Regions from separate parts of the Mus musculus genome. Here region 2 is linked to region 1. Evidence: chromatin contacts called from public Hi-C data. All regions are on one chromosome and are shown on one strand. Each heading gives the region's core, a stretch centred on a gene start, on an enhancer-like site or on the middle of the called end of the contact. The rest is flanking DNA. Distances are from core to core; before and after follow the strand shown. Region 1 overlaps Sv2b (synaptic vesicle glycoprotein 2 b). Region 2 overlaps Sv2b (synaptic vesicle glycoprotein 2 b).

Region 1 (7,456 bases), core at 4,090-6,589:
GAAAGAATGTAAGAGCTTGAGGATCAGGAAGAGTGCCATGAAATGCTGTGTAGGGGGTGTGGCAGGACTGTTATGCTCAGGAACTAAGAGCAGCCACGATTCCCAACACAAGAGCAAGCCGATAATATTTCAGCATACATAGGAGAGGAGCTCTTGAGGCTGTACTCTAGCTAAGGAGGTAGGGGAGGGAGAGTCATTTATCTTCATGAGTATGCCCCCACCTGCTAATAGGCTGTCCATGCTGTGGTGGATGGTCCCAAACCCATGTGCATACAGGGAGCACTAATTTGACTTTAATGGGCTATAAAACAAAAGAGAAGAGGAGGGGTGAGGGAGGTGAAAAGGGGCAGTATTGGGGGAGGCCAAGAGGGAGCATAGGGGAAAATACAGGTGGATAGGATCAAAATTCAGTATATACATATAGGGGAAATTGTCAAAACTGAATCAAAAATATTCTTTTTTGAAAAAAAATGTGTTTGATAGACTCACCAGGACACATGTCATAACGAAAAGAATAAATTGCTGAAATTATACATAATTCAAAAGAAACTATCAAATACACACAGAGAAAAATAAAGACAGAAAGGAATATCTAAAACTACAAGGGCATACAGGACAATCTAATATAGGTAGCATTCATAATTCAAGATGAAAGGGGGACAGAATTTGTCAGAATAAATATGTGAGATAATGGTGAATGATTTTCCCAAAGAAATATGGAAACAAAACAATAACTTGAGAAGTTCACAGAGGAAGGTACCAGAAGCACAAGAAAGAGAAGGAAGAAGTGTCGTGCACACACACAGATAAGTAACAAATACAAGGTCAAGGTCAAGTGTGGGGCCACGCCTTCAATACCAGCACTTGGAACACAGAGGCAGGCAGATATCTGTGAGGTCAAGGCTGCCCTAGTCTGTATCATAATGACTTCCAAGACAGGCAGGGCTGTTACAGTGCGAAACCCTGCCTTGGAGGGGAGGGAGGAAGAAAATATTGAAAGGAGGAAGATTTTGAAAAATCACATCAGATAGACTGACAGGCAGATAGGCAGACAGATAAAACTGTAGCAGGAGCCAGTGAGATGGCTCAGCGGGTAAAGGCTCTTATTATACAACTTAAGAACCTGTGTTTCAAGAAAATCAAGAAGAGGGAAGACCAATGGGTGGATACTTCAATGGGAACAAAATACCCATGAAAGGAGTTACAGAGACAAAGTTTGGAGCTAAGACAAAAGGATGGACTATCCAGAGACTACCCCACCTGGGGATCCATCCCATAATCAGCCACTAAACCCAGACACTATTGCATATGCCAGAAAGATTTTGCTGAAGTGACCTGTTATAGCTGTCTCGTATGAGGCTATGCCAGTGCCTGGCAAATACAGAAGTGGATGCTCACAGTCATCTATAAGATGGAACACAGGGCCTCCAATGGAGAAGCTAGAGAAAGCACCCAAGGAGCTGAAGGGGTCTCCAACCCTATAGGTGGAACAACAATATGAACTAACCAGTACCCCCAGAGCGCATATCTCTAGCTGCATTTGTAGCAGAAGATGGTCTAGTCGGCCATCACTGGGAAGAGAGGCCCCTTGGTCTTGCAAACTTTATATGCCCCAGTACAGGAGAATGCCAGGGCCAAGAAGCAGGAGTGGGTGGGTAGGGGAGCAGGGCAGGGGGAGTGTATAGGGAACTTTTGGGATAACATTTGAAATGTATATAAAGAATATATCTAATTAAAAAAAAAGAACCTGTGTTTAATCCCCAGAATCCACATAAAAGTGGGAGGAGAAAACTGACTCCACCAAGTTGTCCTGTGCATGCTGTGGCACACATATCTCCCCCAACACACATCACACACATGTACATATGTACACATGCACACATGCGCACACACACATACACACACAAATACAACATGTACATAGAAAAGTTTTATTTAAAATATGGGACAGTGGTTCTCTTTCTAATGCTGCCCACTCCCCTTTAATATAATTCCTCATGTTGTGGTGACCTCCAACCATAAAAGTATTTTCATTGCTACTTCATAAGTGCCATTTTGCTACTGTTGTGAATCCTAATGTAAATATGTTTTTCTGATGGTCTTAGGTGACCCCTGTGAAAAGGTCATTTGACCCGAAAGGTTGTCACTGGTTGAGAGCCACTGGTATAGAGGAAGTAGAGTTTTCATGTGAGCATATCTAAGCAAGACCCTTCCTACTCAGGAATTTTACCTTCAGTTACTCTAGCGAGAAAAGCTCTTTCTCATAAAGATAATTTTTTGCAACATTATTGTAATGGTGAACAATTGTCACCTAAATGGCCAGCAACAGAATAGATAGATAGTAGCATATGCATGAGATGAAATTCAAGTTTAAAAAAAAATGAGTTGTGTAGCTATGCTAGCCATCACCATAGCTGCAGCTACCTGAATAGGTCCGGCAAAGAGTGGATCCATAAACTGTCAGACAGAGAAGAGATCCACAAGCCCCGCCCTCCCTATGGGAGCTGTAGGCACTTGATGGCTCTAGGTGACAGAAAGCCATTGTCCTTAGTGACGTGGCCTCTGTGATTGGTCACTCTCCCACAGACAGCTTTGTGCACATGCCCAGGTTACACCCAGTGAGTCACCATGCAAAAACAAAATCAAAATGAAAAGCCACGAAACTAGAATAGAGACCTGGTAAGGAGGGGGATGATAGTGGGAGTGGAGTCAGAGGGGTAAGGGATGGAGGGAGGTGAATGTGCCTGGAATCTATTTTGTGCATTTATGAAATTGTCACAGAATACATGAATTTTGAAAAGAGTGTGATCCTAAACAAACAAAAAGAAGTTGTATAATAAGCATGTGCAAAGCAAGGAATGGAAGTGCACAGTTGTAATCCCAGCCAGAGGTGGAAGCAGGAAGATCAAGAATCCAAGAGCATCCTCAGCTACAAGGCAAGTTTGAGACCAGCCTGGCCTACACAAGGCCCTGTCTCAGAAAAACAATCGTAATAACAATTAATGTACATTATATATTTTAGCTGAAACGTGACACATACAGAAGACTGTCGTGCAATGCTTACAGATACAGAATTACACTGGAAAATACACAGAGGCATGCACAAATATATAGCACCAACTCCTGACAATGGTGGTCTGAAGAACGTAGCTTAGAGCGGTCTTTCTCAACCTTCCTAATGCTGTGACCCCTTAATACAGCTCCTCATGTGCAGACTCCCATCACACAATTATATCCTTGGTACTTCATAACTGTAACCTTGCTGAACCACAATGTAAATATCTGACGTGTAGGAGAGCCAATATGCAACCCCCAAAGGGGCTGTGAGCACAGGTTGAGAACCGCTGTTCTATGATACAGTGCATGCTTCATATGTAAGAGGTGCTGGCATCAACTCCAAGTAACTTCTCTTCACAAGAAGGAAACACGGTTCACAAAATGAGTACTTAAAACCTAAGCTAATGACCTAGACGTTATGGTTTATAAGGCTGAGTACCCCAAATAGTGTTGTCTGTATTATTCCCTAGTCTCTCAAAGTACAGAATATTCCACCATAAAAAGAAGGCAATAGTTCTTCAAAGGTGATAGGATTACAGAACCAATAATGAAGAAGAGTCTTAGGAGCTCAATTAGGCACAAAATAAGCCTCCGATAGTCAACAGGTTTCTTATGTATTTGCAATCATAAACCTTTTATTGGGAGAAAGAGATCCTGTTTTCAGTGCCCAGCAAAAATTACAAAGTGCCCAGAAAGACTGTCAAGAAGAATGTATACGTGACCCACACAAAGCAAGAAGTGGTACTGAGAAATTCTACCACATAGTTTAATATGTGTTCCATATGTGAACGGTAACCTTCAAGTGCAGGTTGTGAGACGGACAGCCCAGTATATTGCGGCAATTGCCTATGTTCACCACCTACTGTTGGCATTTGCAAGGGACTTTACTATATTGAAATTAGCCACCATTAGTGTTAAAACCCACATCTTATTTATGTGCTACTAAAAAGGGACCCTGGTGGCATCGTGACCTTTCACGCAGTGCATGGGATCCACCTTTGCTCACTGCCTGACTCTGCCTCCCCCTCTGCTTCCTGCCATGCTCCCAACCTCATTTAATGGTGAATCACGAGCCTCGTTTGCACTCTGAGCTACTCGCAGCTGACCTTTAATGGAAGCCCTGTTGACTTCATATGACTTTTTAATAAAAAGCCTTTCTATTCCTCAATGGCAAGTCACCTCTGTGAATGGAGGTGCAGTCCCACTGCAAACCCAACCCCAAGGGTTCAGAGTACAGCTTCAACTTCCCTTCTGCCAAAAAGAAAAATGGAAATCAGGTCATGGCTTCCTGAACTCTCACAGACAGGAATCAGGCACCTCTCCCTGGTATCCTTCCCCACACTAACCCACTCACAAGCGGGTGCTGTCTCCTTGAAGCAGTCCCATCAATTAGTTAGCTACTTAGTTAATACATACGCAGACGGGAGCCCAATCTTTCTCTTAATTACTAGTAAGGGTAACCTAACCTGGCATTTTGGCTAAGAATTATAAAATATGAATTTAATCCTTTGCCTTTCTTGCAATTTGAAAATCTCACAAACTCTGAGGCAAACACTATGTTGGAATGCAGAGAGCACTTATGTCCCATAAAATGTACCAGTGGCTGATCTCTTGGCGTGGGGCCAAAAGTGGCCTGTGCACTTTGATTTCTTCTTGAGGTCAAGGTTTCTCGGAAGGATAAGGATTGGCTTTCAGTGGGACCTACAGTACACGGAGGGAGTCTGAGGCCCTTCATTTTCGCCATGTGTTTACTCAGTAAAATAAAGCATTTTCGTCTACATTTTAAAGCAACATGTGCATGATGTCATGGGGCGGGGGGGGGGCGGGGAGGCAGGGGGACGGGGCGGGGGGGTGGAGGGGAATACAGGACAAAAAGGATGCCTAGGAGGATCAACAGCTTGGGGCTTGGAAAGAAGAGGTATTGTTATGTTCTGACCACCAGGTGGCAGCATAACACAAAAGACAAAAGCATGGTAAATTTTCAAATTTGTCCATGAAGACAGATACGTTTTGAATTCAATCAGCTTCAGAGGGGACCCCGTGACAGTGCCAATTTTGTGATAATGTGGTGGATAGGGAGTTAATGGCACTGGGAGCGATGTGTCTAAGCCATAGCACCTCCAGAAATTCCGCATAATTCTATGGTCACTCACCCACCACTTACCTCAGTGACCTTACTAGGTACAATTTCAGAGGGCAACTTCAAGGGGCCCATGCTATCCTGGAGAAAAATATGACCTGGAGCCTATCATATGTCCTGCCTTTGTCTGCTACTTCACCTCCAGGGGGCAGCCTCATAGAGGAGATGCAGCAGTCTAAACTCTCCACGTCATTTGTCCCGTACAGAGGGAGATGAGTCAAATGAACTGAGCAACCTCACAAAGACATAAGCAGAACCTTTCTAAAACTCCAGTGACTTCTCCCCTAAGAACAAGACTCCCACTGACCACAGAACATACTGGTCTACCTTCTGAGGTAGTATCATATGAAGAATAACAAAAATGAGTTTCATAATAGCACAGAGAAGCTTCCAGAATCAAAGGGAAAGCTCAACGACCAGGCCACAGATTTTTTTTTTGTTTTTGTTTTTGTTTTCAGGGACCTCAGCATTAAAAGTTGTGCATCCATTATTTCCCAGTGCAATGGCAAAGCCCGTGGTCACTCACACAATGACAGTCACATCCTAGGAGCTTGCTAAGCACAGTTCAAGCTCAAAAGAGGACACGCTCAGCCCAGTGGCACCAGATGGAATGTGGCTTTCTGTAGTACCCTTTCATCAAAGGATCAAGTTCTCAGAAAAGACAGACACATTGGTCACCTTCTACCAAATGTCATGTTATCTTATAGTCAGGGCACAAGGGGGGAACCTCAGGGGTGGGTACAGTACAGAGTCAGCCCTCAGGGGACTATAGTATCTCTAGCAGTAAGGATGGGTTGTGAGGGCCACTCTATCCTTGGAGTCCATCCTTAGTACACCGAGCTCTCAGCATCCCAATGCTCTCTTCCAAGGGAACCCCATTGACTGCCACTCAGGCCCAGGGGAAGCCCGTGGTTGCACACTTACTTATCGTTCACAAGCTTCCCATGTTGGTGGATCTGGTTTTCCATGGTAAAGTTGATCGTGGCGCCATGCACGTGCTCACCAAAAAACACCTTCATTTTAGACTTATATTCTTCATCCTGGAAATAGCGGATCATGTCGGGGAACCACACCGTCAGGCCGTAGTAACTGCAAGAGAGAAGGAGGAGAATCTAAAAGGCCCCCCCGGACTGGCTCATTCTTTCAGCAGTGGAATCTGCATCCATGACTTACTGTAGACCACAATTAATGTAGTAATCTGGTTCATTATTAGCAAATGGAAAACAAAATTCGTCACATTAGCACACCTAAAAGACGGAAGAAAATGATATTCTGATATGCACTTGATTAAAAGCTCACAACAACAAAGCCTACCAGTAGATTAGGGACTGGTGGGCCCTTTTCTAACCTATAGAAAACAGATCTTAACTCAAAAGCCAGAACTGTAGTAAAAGGAGACACGGTAAAGATATTCTCACTGGGTGAGGACCGCATGCTCCGCACTGCTGACTCGGCAGCACTTAGACAACCCGAGTAGATGAAAGACAGAAAAGAGGAAGGGGGCTGAGCAAAGAGGTCAGTGGATAAAGTGCTCACTGTGCAAGGTTGAGGGTGATTTTCAGATCCCCAGCTCCAGCATAAATCATAGGTAGACAAGATGGCCTGGAGAGGTAAGCACAGGGAATCCCCAGGACAAGCTGGCTAGCCAGACTAGACAAAATCAACAAGATCCAGGTTCAGTGACACCCTGCCTCAGTAAATAATGTGGAAACAATCTGGGAAGATACCTAACTTTCAATGTCTGGCTTCCATGCACATCTGCCCATGTGCACACAAACACACAAAGAAAGAGAGAGAGTGTGTGTGTGTGGGGGGGGTACATATATATACATACCACATATACACATGAAACAAACATAGAGATATATAAATTATTTTTTAAAGCTCTCCTTTTGAGTGATATAAATTATACCCCAAACCCTCAGATGTTACATCAAAGCAACATTTATCTGACTGAGAGCAAAGATGCTCTGTTCTATTGATAGCAGGGAAAGCATGTGTGGAGAAGAGCTTATTGCTGCCTAAAAATATTTCTGGTGGCTTATCTCTTTTGACCCTTGAATGCCACTTCCGGGAATCTAGTTCACTGACAAAGCAGCCCCAGTGAACCCAGGCCACAGATTATTTCGGGAATCTCAGCACTAAAAGCTGTGGGTCCTTTATTTCCCAGTGCAATTGCATACCCCACGGTCTCGACGTCGTGGCACTGTTCACAATAGCAAAGATCTGGAAACTCCCAGAAGTCTTACAAGGGAGCCT
Region 2 (7,121 bases), core at 4,547-7,046, 70 kb after region 1:
CAATATACAGCAAACCAGTGGCCAACATCAAAATAAATAGAGAGAAACTTGAAGCAATCCCACTAAAATCAGGGACTAGGTGAGGCTGCCCACTCTCTCCATATCTATTAAATATAATACTTGAAATTCTAGCTAGAGCAATTAGACAACAAAAGGAGATCAAAGGAATACAAATTGGAAATGAAGAAGTCAAAATATCACTATTTGCAGATTATATGATAGTATACTTAAGTGACCCTAAAAACTCCATGAGAGAACTCCTACAGCTGACAAACTACTTCAGCAAAGTGCCAGATATAAAATTAACTCAAACAAATCAGTAAGTTTCCTATACTGAAAAGATAAACAGGCTGAGATAGAAATTAGGGAAATGGCACCCTTCACTATAGTCACAAATAATATTACATACCTTGGTGTGACTCTAACCGAGCAAGTGAAAGATCTGTATGACAGGAACTTCAAGTCTCTGAAGAAACAAATCGAAGAAGATCTCAGAAGATGGAAACCTCTCTCATGCTCATGGATTGGCAGGATTAATAGAGTAAAAATGGCCATCTTGCCAAAAAGCAATCTATAGATTCAATGCAATCCCCATCAAAATTCCAACTCAATTCTTCATAGCATTAGGAAGAGAAATTCTCAAATTCATTTGGAATAACAAAAAAACCCAGGATAGTGAAAACTATTTTCAACAATAAAATAAGTTCTGGGGGAATCACCGTCTCTGATTTCAAGCTGTACTACAGAGCAATAGTGATAAAAACTGCATGGTACTGCAGCAACAGACAGGTTCCATAGAATAGAATTGAAGACCCAGAAATGAACCAATACAGCTATGGTCAGTTGATCTTTGACAAAGGAGCTAAAACCATCCAGTGGGAAAAAAAGAGAGCATTTCAACACATGGTTCTGGTTCAACTGGAGGTTAGCATGTAGAAGAATGCAAATTGACCCATTCTGATCTCCTTGTACAAAGCTCAAATCCAAGTGGATCAAGGACCTCCACATAAAACCAAATACATTGAAACTTATAGAGGAGAAAGTGGGAAGAGCCTCTAACGCATGGGCACAGGGGAAAAAAGTTCCTGAACAGAACACCAGTGGTTTGTGCTGTAAGCTCAAGAATCAACAAATGGGACCTAAATAAATAAAATTACAAAGCTTCTATAAGGCAAAGGACACTGTCAATAGGACAAAACAGCAACCAACAGATTGGAAAAAGATCTTTACCGATCCTGTATCTGATAGAGGATTAATATCCACTATATACAAAGAACTCAAGAAGGTAGACTCCAGAGAACCAAATAACCATATTTTTAAAAAATGGGGAACAGAGCTAAACAGAGAATTCTCAACTGAGGAAACTCAAATGGCCGAGAAGCACCTAAAGAAATGTTCAACATCCTTAGTCATCAGGGAAATGCAAATCAAACAACCCTGAGATTCTACCTCACACCAGTCAGAATAGCTAAGATCAAAAACTCAGGTGACAGCAGATGCTGGCAAGGATATGGAGAAACAGGAACACTCCTCCACTGCTGGTGGGATTACAAAATGGTACAACCACTCTGGAAATCAGTCTCATGGTTCCTCAGAAAATTGGACATAGTACTACCTGAGGACCCAGCTATACCACTTCTGGGCATATACCCAGAAGATGCTCCAACATGTAATAAGGACCCATGCTCCACTATGTTCATAGCAGTGTTATTTATAATAGCCAGAAGTTGGAAACGACCCAGATGTCCCTCAACAAAGGAATGGATACAGAAAATATGGTACATTTACACAATGGAGTACTATTCAGCTATTAAAACCAATGACTTCATGAAATTCTTAGGCAAATAGATGGAACTAGAAAATATCCTGAGTAAGGTAACTCAGTCATAAAAGAACACACATAGCATGTACTCACTAATAAGTGGATATTAGCCCCAAAATTTTGGAATACCCAATATTTCTATTCACAGACCAGATGAAGCCCAAGAAGAAGGAAGACCAAAGTGTGGATGCTTCAGTGCTTATTAGAAGGGGGAACAAAATACTCACGGGGAAAATATGGAGACAAAGTGTGGAGCAGAGACTGAAGGAAAGGCCATCCAGAGAGTGCTGCACCTGGAGATCCATCCCATATATAGTCACCAAATCCTGGTTCTATTGTGGATGCTGGGAAGTGCTTGCTGACAGGAGCCTGATTATAGCTGTCTCCTGAGAGGCTCTGCCAGAGCCGATAAAATACAGAGGTAGATCTCTCAGCCAACTGTTGGACTGAGCATTGGATCCCTGATGGTGGAGTTAGAGAAGGAACTGAAAGCTGAAGGGGTTTGTATCCCCATGGAGGGAGCAACAGTGTCAACTGCCCAGACCCCCAGGAACTCCGGGGGAGTTCACCACCAACCAAAGAGTCCACATGGAAGTACCCATGGCTCCAAGCAAATATGTGGCAAAGGATGGCCTTACTGGACATCAGTGGGAGGAGCAGCCCTTGGGCATGAGTGTGTTTGATACCTCAGTGTAGGGGAATGCCAGGACAGGAAGATGGGAGTGGGTGGGTGGATGGGAGTGTACCCTCATAGAGGCGAGAAAGGAGGGTATGGGATGGGGGGGTTCCAAAAGGGAGAGCTGGAAAGTGGAAAACATTAGAAATGTAAATAAAGAAAATATCTAATAAAAAGAAAGAAGGGAATGCTTAATTAACCAAGTGGATGCATTCTCCTCGTCTTAAAGGCAACCACCACTGGATAGGAGCAAGGCTGGACCTTCATGCTAGCATTATGATCTTGAATCCGGACATCTGTACATGAGGGGACCACTAAAATATAATGTTCAAGAAAAACAGCTAAGATAGCAAAAGAGCATCTTTAATTTTTCTGAACTGATTTTTTTTTTGAAAAGAAAATAAAATGACTTCTGAGTCAGACATGGGTTGTTCTGTTTTCTTGGGCCATTAGCTGACAGCCAAGCTAGAGGCTGAACTTATGAGAGTTTCTTTTTAAAATAATTGAGGTTGGGGAGGAAAAGTTCTGGAACACAAAGGCCTTTTCCAGCTGAGGTCAAGCTGCTTGACCTTAAGAGTCTACAAGGTATCATTTGGCTGATGGATATGTCCAACGCCATGGAAGCAGATCTGATGTCCTGAGTGTGAGTGGCTCATCACTACCAATCAATCACTGACAACAACAACAACTTCAGTAAAAGGCTGTAAAGATATCTTGAGCACCTGTAAGCTTGGGTAGTAAGCCTGCCAAGTTAACTACATTAAATCTAGTACAGTTGAATTCAGTCCATCTGTACAGAAATCCTACTGAGTTGGCATCACCTTAGTCCAGGTTTTACAGGTGAGGAAATCAGAGCACAAAGCAACTGAGTAACTTTTCTGAGGCTGCCCCAATAAGAGTCAGCAGTGACCCTTCAAACCTAAGCAGCCTGGCCCTGGCATCCAGGCTGCCCCATTGTATCAGTGCAATCAAAATCCATGCACACGCTGGCAGGAGAGTGTCATGGCACAAACGAGGGAGCTGAGTTGTTTAGAAAGCATCCATACTCATGCTCTGCCTGCATCATCTCAGTCTTTCCAACATTAGTGTCATTATCCTTACTTATTCCTCAGGAAAACTGAGTTACAGGAGTTAGAACTTGCCTAAGGTCACTAACATAGTTAGTTGAGAAATTCTCATGGTCATTCTCCAGTGCTCAAGTTATTACCCAGTGTAGCATGATCCCATATGGAGAGAAGGCTGCACAGGGCATGACTTCTTTTCTGTAGCCTAAGATTAAGAAAAAAGCAGGATGGCACAGAAGAGTTACCCCAGACCTCAAAGTCAGGCAGTCCTGCCATCATGCCCTGTTAGGCACTTGCTATCTCTGTGGGCTTGGATAAAGCTCTCCAAATCTTTCTCCATGTGGCTAACCTACAAGGAGATGACTCCAAGACTCTCAGTCATCCACCCTGCTGATCAACTTAGATTCATGTTTTTTTTTTTTTTTTTTTTGACTACATAGGAAATCTTCTGGGCACCCAAGATGGGAATCTCTGCTCAGGGTCTATGTGCCCTTCTCAGTTTGAGTCATAGCATCTTGGTAACTTGGAGGGCAAAATTGTACCAGTGTGGGCTCTCTAGACCATAACCACATTTGCTCATCGCCTGCCCAGTGTTTTCCCTGGGAGAAGTAGGAGCTGTCACAATACTGCATGTCTACTATTAAGGTTGCTGGGCATGTAGTGCCAGAGACACTGATGGGCATGAAACCATCATTGACATTGCCAGAATAAACAGGGACTTGGGTTTCAGTTGGGCATAGCACAAAAACAAGTTGATAACTTAAAAATGCGTAAGTCAGTTACAGATGGATTGGTTTCAGTTAGAAATTTTGTTCTTTTCCCTTGCCTAATCAAAAACCTACCACAGGAGCTGAGGAGATGGTTTAGCAGTTAAAAGCACTGGCTGCTCTTCCAGAGGAACCAGGTTTAATTCCCAGTGGCAGCTCACAACTGTTTGTAGCTCCAGTTCCAGGAGACCTGATACTCACACAGATATACATGCAAGTATAACACCGATGCACATAAAAGTAAAAATAAATAAATGATTTAAAACCTACTATTTAACATTTAAAGTCGGGTAGTATGTATATGCATATGCAGGGACACTCATGTGTAACTAAAAATTCTATTGGCTTTTAAAAGCTGAATAACACTCCAGCTTCTCAAAGCATCTGTTTTTATATACTTAGTCTCCTTTGATTTCCTCGGTCATGCCTGATGGAGCCCTAATCATTCAAATGGCATTATAGATTAAGCATAAATGTATAAGACAAGGCTTAATGACCCAGAGATAAAGGTTTTTGTTCAGCTAGTTTGGGAGGTTTGGTTGCTGTTGTTTTGTTCATCTGGTGACAATTCTTCATATTGCTTTATATATGCATTTCTTACTTTTTTTCCTGATTTTGTGATAGTCTCACTAAATACCACAAGCTGTGTTCAAGTTCACAGTCCTCCTGCTTCCACCCAAGCTCAGTCTCAGTTTTACTGAAGCACAATCATGTCTACTGGTTTATATACTGTCTTCATATCATTTGGATTACAGAATGGGATTTGAATACCTGTGACAGGGGCCATCTGGGCTTCAAAAATGTTTGCTATCTCAGTCTTTTCATAAATGCTTGTTAACTCCTTTGCCAAAGTCAAGGTCTAGAACCACACAAGACACATTCCAATGTTTATCCCTGAAGTTATTAAATCTGTGTTTATAAAGACTTTCTTGTCTTGTGATATATATTTTTAAAGACACAAAACCTATTTTTAATCCAAGACTGTTTCACAGATACCAGCATATTATAGACCAGAAATATGTATGTACCTACTTGTTGAATCAATGAATTTGGTGCTGGGCAGCTTTTGAACTCCTGGGGACCATACTTATTCTTTATCTTGAATGATAAACTGGTTCATGGTAAGTACTCAATAGCTTCATATATCTTGGGCTCTATTTGGACACTAAATGTAGAGGGTACATATGTTTTTCAGACCATTTGGTGATCAAGACAAACCCATGGCTCTATTATGATAAATTTCTTCTATTCCACACCATTTGTGCTCATCCTCTCTATAACTTCACAAAATCCTTTCTGCCTCGAGCCCTGATGCCTGAGGCTTGGATCTGACAGTCCTGGTCTGCTAACTGACTTGCAAGCTGGTCCTCTATCCTTCAGAATACATCTGTGCTTCACACCATGGTACTTAACTGCCTACGGGGACTCTGCATGTGGGTATGCTGAAGCCCATCAGTCATCCAAGCCACATGGGCACTCAGCCACTAACTCTCAGTACAAGAGGAGCTGGGAGCAGATGCTATTGGATTCTTGGAAGACACATAAAGAAAACATGATGGACCAGACCTCTGGCTTACCCCTTCCAAAATGTATTGTTACTTGGATATGGAAGATGGTTTAATAGTCTGTCATTCGAGAAAACAAGATTTGGGAATCAAAGAAAGCTACGAATCAAAAAGACTTGGAAAAAAAACAAGCTATGATACTAGCTATGAAAGTTTGAGTTAATAAATTAATTAGTGTCCATAATATAACATCTTAATGGCAAAATGACTATAAAACTTATAACTTTGCAGGATATCCAACAGTGACAAGCTATACGTGTGTGTGTGTGTGTGTGTGTGTGTGTGTGTGTGTGCTTATATGTGTATGTGTAAATATATACATATGTAAATATATACATTTATATTCTCCTTGACTTTCATATACTTGATGTCACAAGGAAAATAACCTTTGGAAGTTCCTACTTACCAAGCATTCCTTTCTTGGAACTGGACAGACACATGTCTTTCTCTGCACTTGGCAGAGCAAAGCTCACTACAAATATTTCCACTCCATCAGCCATCAAGGCCAAACCCAAGACGAAGAAGAGGGTCCACTGGAAGCGCCCATGGCCACACTCATCAATGATGGTCTCATATTGGTGAGCCAGCTCCTCCTCATCTTCCATCCTCTCAGCCATCAAGTCTGCCTGGCCCCCAAGACCATCTGCTCTGGAGGGCGCCATCTTGGTCTGCTTAGACTTGACATCATCTGGATGAGGGATGCCTTGGTACTCGCCTTCATAGATCTCATCTTCCTCGTCATGGCCTTCTGTAACATCGCTCTGTGCATCTTCTTCCTGATTCTGCTCATTGCTACGGTAGTAGCCATCACTAGGGGCATAGCCCTCATAGTTGTCCCGATACCTGTAGTCATCCATTCCTTGGTTCTGGGATTGTCTGGTAGCCGCTCAAGCTATATCTCTTGCTCTGTGGTAAATATTTGGGCTGTTCCAATAACCATCATCTATTATATCATTGAAATGGTGAGCATGCTCATGAGACTTTTTCAATAAAATCACCTTTTCAATTTGTTTCTCAAATCAACCAAATTCATACAAAGACAACCTAAGTAGCCTTTTGTGCTGGTGTGTGTTAAACGTCTTCGGAAAGTATCAAATTCTGGTCTGTTCTCCTTATATGACCCAGAGGCTTGTGCTGGGAGTAACTAAAAATGGGTCCAGCTGCTCTCTTTGACAAGGTCGGAGCAGTGCTTGGCAGCTCACTGGCTGTGATGTTTGTCCTTCTCCT

Evidence for each region. A called contact is a pair of places that touch in the nucleus more often than the background predicts.
Region 2: a Hi-C map of cerebellum shows a contact between it and region 1, with 2.0 times the contacts expected there. The contact joins two enhancer-like sites. A contact is called at or near these places in 5 of 484 Hi-C or Micro-C datasets (the Patski cell line, cerebellum, cortical neurons and 1 more), 1 of 115 datasets of contacts at active chromatin or transcription factors (embryonic stem cells) and 1 of 9 other capture datasets (pancreatic islet).

The regions. Positions count from the first base shown.
Region 1 is chr7:75,130,177-75,137,632 of GRCm38.p6, forward strand. Sv2b (synaptic vesicle glycoprotein 2 b) reads right to left here. Exons shown (of 13, transcript NM_153579.4): 9 at 6,122-6,286. Among named protein-coding and RNA genes, the nearest start is that of 4930533N22Rik, 100 kb to the left of the region's middle. Within about 2 kb of position 5,340, at least 13 of the 459 cell types and tissues checked have an H3K27ac peak or open chromatin away from gene starts, as enhancers often do. A contact at or near this core is called in cerebellum, where this site is marked.
Region 2 is chr7:75,199,790-75,206,910 of GRCm38.p6, forward strand. Sv2b (synaptic vesicle glycoprotein 2 b) reads right to left here. Exons shown (of 13, transcript NM_153579.4): 2 at 6,301-7,121. The coding sequence starts at 6,751. Among named protein-coding and RNA genes, the nearest start is that of 1500012K07Rik, 110 kb to the right of the region's middle. Within about 2 kb of position 5,797, at least 2 of the 459 cell types and tissues checked have an H3K27ac peak or open chromatin away from gene starts, as enhancers often do. A contact at or near this core is called in cerebellum, where this site is marked.